Regions from separate parts of the Gasterosteus aculeatus genome. Here region 2 is linked to region 1. A link is a contact called in public Hi-C data. All regions are on one chromosome and are shown on one strand. Each heading gives the region's core, a stretch centred on a gene start, on an enhancer-like site or on the middle of the called end of the contact. The rest is flanking DNA. Distances are from core to core; before and after follow the strand shown.

What was found. A called contact is a pair of places that touch in the nucleus more often than the background predicts.
Region 2: a Hi-C map of skeletal muscle shows a contact between it and region 1, with 2.8 times the contacts expected there. The contact joins the promoter of lbx2 here to the promoter of LOC120817343 in region 1. A contact is called at or near these places in 2 of 6 Hi-C or Micro-C datasets (both in skeletal muscle).

Annotation. Positions count from the first base shown.
Region 1 is chr4:3,040,849-3,045,013 of fGasAcu3.hap1.1, forward strand. LOC120817343 (transmembrane O-methyltransferase homolog) reads left to right here and starts at 2,027. Exons shown (of 3, transcript XM_040173475.2): 1 at 2,027-2,282; 2 at 2,595-2,791; 3 at 2,879-3,410. The coding sequence starts at 2,027. The coding sequence ends at 3,211. LOC120817340 (LIM and calponin homology domains-containing protein 1) reads right to left here and starts at 2,054. Exons shown (of 29, transcript XM_078101913.1): 1 at 1,914-2,054.
Region 2 is chr4:3,210,902-3,215,066 of fGasAcu3.hap1.1, forward strand. lbx2 (ladybird homeobox 2) reads left to right here and starts at 2,234. Exons shown (of 2, transcript XM_040175638.2): 1 at 2,234-3,073; 2 at 3,675-4,165. The coding sequence starts at 2,749. The coding sequence ends at 4,138.

The DNA of each region.
Region 1 (4,165 bases), core at 777-3,276:
TTTAACCAATGAAACCTAACTTAGAAATTTACAACGCGTTGTCGGAGTCCTACCTCCCCTTTGCCCTCCGTTTCACTGGCCGTTTGTTCGCTTCTTATTTTGGTTGCGACGCTTTGCTTCCGGTAGTGATCGAGCAGTGTCTGGCTAACTTGACGCAGCTGAACTGACGGGACTTGCGCACCGCAGCGTGATCCGCTCCATTGGCCCAAAATACTCCATCGACCAATGAGGGCAGCAACACACTGGGGACCTCACACTCTCCTCAACTCCGTGGGGCCACTTGGGAGCACCGAGTTCACTGATTTGGAGATAATGCACCAGAAAACAAAGGAGCCAGCTCACAGTGCGCTGTGCACCTTCCTGCTTTTTACGCAGATGTGTCTGGAAATGGAGTTGAAGACAATGTCTCCAGTCATTAACCATTATGAGGAAATACACAATAGTGCAGCATTTAGAAAATGAAATGTGTTTATTTTTGTTCATCGACACATTCTTGTCTGTTTTTCTATGATTTGTATTGTTCAAAACAGATTTAACTGCATTGTGCGAGTAGAAACTTTGCGTAAACTACGTTAACAGGATTCCCTTTTCGGACAAATCTTAGTTCCCGTTGCCATGGTTTCGCTGGTTAGGCTGTTTTGAGGGACAGAAGGGATCCTTGCAGGGAACATCTATTTGAAATCTCCAATTTAAGTTTGAAATCTCTGGAAACATGGTGTCAATGGTGTCAAAGTGCAACACCAAGCCAGATGAAATGTCGATGCAAACAGTTTTGGCCACACAAACCGTTTCAACGCATTAAGCACAAATCAAAACACTATTAAAAGCCATTCGTTTGTACCCAATGTTCGCTGACCTTCAGGCAATACTTTCCCAGTTCCTATACAGACAGTTTGTTCACAGGCTTGATGTATTTTCACATTCTCACATATTTGCTGACCTCCTGTGGAATGAAGCAGCACTGAAAGGTGGGAGGAGCTCGAAGCGGTTCATCTGTAATGATTCACCTGGCCCTCCTCTCTTCGGCTCCTCAGGCTTCGATTTCCTGGATCAGAAAAAAGGCTCTGTGGATTTCCTCCATTGTATTCGGATCTCTTTCCCACAAGGCTTCTGATTAGGAGACAGTCACGGTCGGTTTATCTGTTTCTGCTGCTCGCATTGTTGACAGTCCCATCTGGGTTTGACAGGTCACTCTGGTAAGTATTACACCGTTGCTGCAAACGTGTCACCTCTTCTGTCTCAGGAAATCCCAAAGAAAGAATTTTCTTTTCTTAGAACTATTTCAGAATTCACGAAAAGCACCATGTTCATATTTTTTACTTCAACACCACTGACTTCATGGTAACCCTACATTTGTATATTCAGTATTTTTTGTGTTTATTCCAAGATGTAGCTCATATGGACTTTGCCTTTTTTAAAGATTAATATAAAAAAACGTACTAATTTATCAATTGATTTATTAATTTAACAGTATATAGTACTTCCGTTCTTTATTCATCAGAATCCTAGTGTCGTGTATTTACTGCATTGTACGTTGGTTGAATTTCTTTTGATCCAGAAACAGATTTATTCACGGTAAGCACTTCTTCTGAAATGTAACTGTAAGTGTAAGACATGCAGTGACTTTTATTTACCTGCATTTCCAAGTATGTTAAGAGCAAGTAGTGCCTGCAGAGGGAGCCAGAGCTCAGGTGATTGTTGGTGGTTGCCTTAGAAACGCACATTATTCAGTCCATATATTGCTTCGGGCTTTTAATTATTCCTGCGTAAGGTTGAGTATAAAACCGTCATTATGACCCTTTGAGCTCCTATTTCAGAATGATGGAGAATTGAGTGTGAACGTTAGAACATCTGCACGCCAACAAAGCACAAGTCCGAGTTGTGATTTATTCAAAACCGGGACGGAGAAATACCTCAAATCTGTGCTGTGGAACGGGACCCTCGTCGTTAATCTCGCGTGTTCTCGCTCTCCTCTTTTCACCCCCAGCTTCTCCCGGGCCTTCCCGCCCGCGCCACAACTCCTGAAATGTGGCTGGTGGTCGCCTGCGTCCCGCTGCTTCCCGCCGTCTTCATGGTGAGCGCTCGCTGCCGCGTCAAAGTGGCCTCCCTGTGCCACGGGGCTCTGGCCTGGGCGCTGAGGCTGCTGCGAGGGAGAGCGTGTGCAAAGAGCACCCACGCCTTCGTGTTCTCCCAATGCACCCACGGCCAGGCCGACAGCGTCCTGCAGACCTTTGAGCTGTACGCCGACACACACCCGTCTCTCTGCATCGGCCCACTGACCGGTCGGTATGCGGGGTCCCTTCAGTGCATCAAGTCACAAGTCATGAAAATCTTGCAGATCATTCATTTAAAGCTGTTAAAAAGTCTTCAAATGAACACTGACTTTTCCATTTCACTCACAACAGCTAAAAGTAAGACAACACTTAACTTTTTAATATAACTGAATTTGGGCTTTTGATCATTTGCATTTCTGTTTGGAATTCCGCGACACTCGACCCTTGACATCAGAGTAGCGGTGCCGGGTCAACGATTAGTCCCAGATGTGGCGAAGGGGGCCGATAAAAGGAATCACCATCAGCTGTCATCCCTCCCAGGTGAGGCGCTGGACGAAGCGGTGAGGCGGCTCGGCCCGTCCCGGGTGTTGGAGCTCGGGATGCACTGCGGCTACAGTTCAGTCCGCGTGCTGCGTCTGCTTCGCCCAGCTGGCCGGCTGATCGCGGTGGAGCTGGACCCACTGGCCGCGGAGCTCGGGGAGGAGGTCATACTTGTGGCTGGCTTCAAACACTCGCAGGTCCGCCCAGGGAAGGACGAGGGTTTGGGCTCTACTGCACCGAAATAAGATGTAACCGTGCTCATTGAAAGGGTTCCACCCGTTCAGTTCCAGGTGCTGACATCCAGCTCGGCGGAGGCCATCCCAACTTTGCGTTCGTTTCTCGAGGTCAATCAAAGGGTCAGCGATGGGCTGGATCTGGTTCTGATGGACCACGACCCCGCGCAGTACCTCCCAGACCTGCTGGCTCTTGAGAGGGAGGAACTGCTCTGCCCGTCCGGCTGCTCCGTCCTTCTGATCTACGGCAACCGAAGAGCCAGAAATCGAGGAGATGTCCTGGATTGGATCAGAGCGAGGCCCGACCGCTACAGCGTCAAGTCAGAACTTCAGTTCATGACGGAGATCTTCTACCAAAATAAAAGCACGAGGGTTGATGAGTGAGAAGAAAATCTAAAGACGTGGTTGTGTGCTTCCGGTTTTTTTTCTCCACTTTATCAACCAATGGTGTAAAATACAAAGTGCGAAATACTATTTTTCCTATTACGTTCCTTAAGAAACTAAAGGAAATCGTTAAGCGATTCATTATCAAGTATGTAAACAGTTTTTATGCTATGAATTAAATAACAGCAGATAAGGAAAGGGTCATATTACTATACTTTTTCTCTTTGGTTGCTACACCGTACATGGCCCCTGAGAGACAAACAATAACACGTATACAGAAGGAACTGCTGAATTCACATTATTGCATATAAAGTATTAATATTCCAGATTTTACCATGTGTTGAAAAATGCACATGAGTGAATTGTCGGATTTACTATTTCAATAACTCACACAGGTAGGGTGGGGGGGATACAAAATACTACTTCTTTTTGTTTGTAATATCCCCAAAATCCCAAAGCTGCGTACACGATCGGCCCTGCTCGCAACAAAGGAAACAAAGAAAACGTCCTGCATGCAGAGCCCTGAGCAACCACTTGAGGGCGTCACGTCTCTTTGAAAGAACAAACTGATGCACCGGTCTGGTTTTCACAAACAAGCCTTTAAAGGGAGATTCCACCCACTTTAAAAACATGCACGTTCTCCCCCCGTGACACATGGGGAATACCTGTGAACCTCAGGAAACAACCTTTGACTTTGAGACCTTGACCTTTGACTTTGAGACGTGTTCTGATTCCCCCGTGAAGATCGTTATGATCCACACTCCCTCTTGTGCATCTTGTTTACAATTCAAAGTAGAGCGCTATTCAAGAAACTGCCCCCAGTCGCTTTATTGCCCCCCCGTCTTCTAGTAATAGTATTCAAATTGGTCATGAAGTGAGCGATTCAGTCCTGCAGCATGGTGTGCGTCACAAACGAGGGGAATCACAGTTTTCCTGTGTTTAGAACTCAGACTC
Region 2 (4,165 bases), core at 984-3,483, 170 kb after region 1:
ACAAATGACATCTTCAGGATTATTATTGAAGTTTCTTCCAGCTTCCGGTGGAGACTCTCCTTGATATTCTCTGCGGACCACTCTCATTTGATCTGGGGCTTAATGACGTGGAGCTCAGCTGACCTTTACCGGGTGGCACTTTTCCCACTGCTTTGATTTCATGGAACCAAAGGATGACACACGAAAAAATAAAAGATTTAATAATAGTATCTGAATTCATGCAACGCGCTACTTTCAGGAGTAAGAGCGAGGGGGGGGGGGGGGGGGGGGGGGCGGTGCTGATAGGCGCGAATCGTCCAATTAAATCCCTCAAGATTTGATGATTGATGATGTCAGCTAGTCTGCTTCTAATTTACGTTTAAATTAAACCAATGCAATGAAAATAAACCTCTGACCACGGCTGCTTCGCTGCAGACCTTGAAGACCAGTGGACCGTCGTTTAGAGGGGTGGTGGGGGTGGGGGGGGGGGGGGGGGGTGTCTGAGGGCCATTCATGCTTCAACTAAATTTGAGGTTGATAATCTACAGCAGCGTGAGTCCAGATGGTCTTCAGTGCCCCCGTGCACTTTTATCGTTGTGGACACGCAAGCTGTAGAAATGACAATAAAATAAACTCAGCAGGTTGTTGCGCCGTCTCACAATCATCAGTGTGGATGACAAGAGGCCTGCAGGGATAATGTCACATTATTATTTGAAACTCGGGTATATCAAACATCCAGTCCAGAAAAGAAAACTAAAATTAAACTATACGCTAGTATTAAATAATTATTATTATTATATATTTTTAGAAGTAATATGTGTGTCTTTCTGTAAGTGGAACATGTGCATCAAAAAAAACACACATTGTACTGTAATCCCCTTTACATTTCAAACTAATGTTTGAATTGAGGTGTCAAGGTGAGCCAAGCTCATATCTGCTCAGACCAGCTGAAATGATCCGTTTTATCACAACGATCCATGTTTGCGTCCCAATGCCTAAATTGAATTCATCCCCAAACACTCCTGCTTGTTATGGAGGAATATTTATTCAAAGCAGCCACAAAGGGTGGACCTCCAAGGTAGCTAATAGAATCCTGCTGTTTTATAACTCTGTCCCTAAACCAATGTCACCATATGCTGCTGTTGGCACAAGGCTCTGCGCAGTGGCTTCCTGAGCAGCAAATGGGTCAGAATAATCCCATTGTAAAAAAGAACCTAGTAATTCCACATTTTTTATTGAGCCTCTGGTTTATATTACAAGTCGGCACACAGAGAATATGATTCAGATGCCAAAATGTAAAGTCAATTTCATATGTTATTGTACCGTTAGGTGGCTTTTGTTCTATTTCAAGGATATACAAGGTGTTCACCTCCTTTGCATTTTTCTCAAACCACTACTCCTCTACATTTCGTTATGATTACATTTTATGTGCATTTTCCAAAAATGCATTAAAACGAATGAAGGACCCACGTGGTTGAATGTGTTGCATTTGTGGCGCCTTCAATGAAACGCGGCGTGTTTCCTGCTGCTGTCCTCGGTGCCCGTTGGTGTCTGTCTTACATCCTAAAAGCCTCACCGGTGAATATATCATGTTTGTCCGTCCTCAGCATGCGGCGTAACCTTTATTATCCGCTTGTTTTCACATCACAGGGCTGTAACTGGGGCTTGTAACTGCAGGGTCGCCAACGCGCGGATGATGAGTCGATACAAAATAATACAACATGAAAAATAACAGCATGGACAAAAATGAATAGTGGAATTCAACCCTGAAATGTTTATATTATATTAATTCCCGGCTTAATCATCAGACAATAAACATAAATAATATTTGTATCAGTGTGCAAAATAAACACGAGCCATAATTTAAATTAATTCATTTTTGCTTTCAGATGAGATCATCTATCTGCTGCCGCACAGGGGGACGAAACCCGTGGTGTTTAACAACGTGGTTTAAACCTCCACAGCTTCTGTTTAATTGTAGGCAAATCAGCTCAATACACTTCAGATCCGTAGATGATCTTATTGTTTCTTAAGCCAAAAATCCAGTGGAACATGCAATGCGTAATTACGCACGAAAACGACCAAATGTACCCCGCGGCTGGAGCGCGTTGTCGCCTCGCTGTTTCCTTCAGAACTTTTAATCCATATATATATATATATAAAACTCCATAATGCAAATAGGTGTTTTAATGGCCATCGGCTCCCCCTTTCTAGCAGAACACGCCAGCAGAGGGAAACAGATGCATAAACATTCACATCTTTCTCCTCGGCAGCAACAGACTCCTCCTCTCCCCCACGTCCAATTAGTTATTATGGTCTGGCCCTTTAAGACGCAGCAGCGGGTCAGCGAGTAGTGTAGTGTTACTCTAATTGAACTTCGCCCAATCAACAATAACTCGTTAGCGGCCGCTTTCTTTTTCTTGCTGCTTTTGAGACAGCTTCTTTTTTTTTGTGCCCTTGCAGGGATTCACCCCCCTCCAGTGTGTTACTTCCTAAAGATCTACATGGAGCTTGGCAGAGGAACTGCGACTCTCTGAGGGGAATACAGTCCGGCTGCCTTTTCGCCTGCGCCCGGAGCATGGTTCTTTTGGAGGAAAGCTCTCAGGCGAGCTAAATTGCGGCTTTGAGCGTCAACCTTTAGGAAGGGTGGTGGTGGTGGTGGGGTGGGGGGGGTTCCGCGACAAACGAGCGTGGAACACGTTTGTCCCAAACCCGCGAGTTGAATGAAATAATCAACTTTTCTGGAAGCAGCGATTCTCCGGGACTGCGATGACCTCCAGTACAGACATGAAGGCAGGTTCTGTGTTACACTCCGGCGGCGAGGAGAGGAGACGGGCTCCGCTGGACCAGCTGCCGCCGCCGGCGAACTCCAACAAGCCCCTGACGCCGTTCAGCATCGAGGATATCCTTAACAAACCCTCGGTCAAGAAGTCGGTCGCCAGTATCTGTCCACCCAGAGTGCTGGAGAAAGTCGCGGGCTCCAACTCCGCGCGCAACGGGATCACCACTCCTTCGTCACCGCTGTGCGCGCTGGAGGAGCTCGCCAGCAAAACGTTCAAGGGGCTGGAAGTCAGCGTGATCCAAGCGGCAGAAGGTAAAGAGGTTTTACGCACTTCTACATATAGATTGAACTGATCTGACGCCGAGTCACGGCGGCCATCGCTGGGCTGCTGTGGATGTAGATGTGGAATCGCTTCTGACGGCTGTATAGGAATGCGTAAATGGAAAATGACAGATTCACGCACGTTAATGTGCATGCAAGTGATCTGTTGCACGGGTCGAAAGTGTCCAACAGTGTGCTGTTGAAAAGACAATGAGAACGGCCTGTGCTCTAGTTATGTCGGAGGAAAATGACGTGAACCCAAATGACTGTTTCTGCAATAACATCAACCCGAACATGTTAAAAAGTGGGAAATTATTGTTTTGGCCCAAAATGTGGCGCAAATTTCACCCTTTTACTGAATGATTTCACACTTTTTCAGTAATATTTCTCTAATTGTGACGGTTTTTAATTAAAAGAGGTGTACAGTCAAATTTAAAAGAAAGAAAAAAATCCATTTATAAAAGAGAAAAACAAGCGTGTAAACCAAGAAAAGGCCTATAGGGTATTTTTGATGGGGGAGAGGGGGGGGTGGATAGGTCACCTTGCGGTTGTTTGATTTTCTCGTGTGTTTTTCTTCTCCCACCCCTCGAAGGTCGGGAGCATGTCAACGCGTTCGGACAGAGGCAGACGTCGAAGAAGAGGAGAAAGTCGCGGACGGCCTTCACGAACCACCAGATCTACGAGCTGGAGAAGAGGTTCTTGTACCAGAAGTACCTGTCACCGGCCGACCGGGACCAGATCGCGCAACAGCTGGGGCTCTCCAACGCGCAGGTCATCACCTGGTTTCAGAACCGCAGGGCCAAACTCAAGCGGGACCTGGAGGAGATGAAAGCCGACGTGGAGTCGCTGAAGAAGATCAACCCGCAGACGCTGCAGAAGCTCGTCAGCATGGAGAGCATCGAGGAGTCCCACGGCGGGGGCTCCGAGGCCAGGTCGCCCAGTGTCTCCCCGACCTCGCAAGGACACCGGGCCTTCCCACAGTCCCCCTCCTCATCCAGAGACCAAACCACGGATGAGTTCTCGGAGGACGACGAGGAGATCGAGGTGGACGACTGACAGTCAGGGGGGCTGTGCTTTTCATAA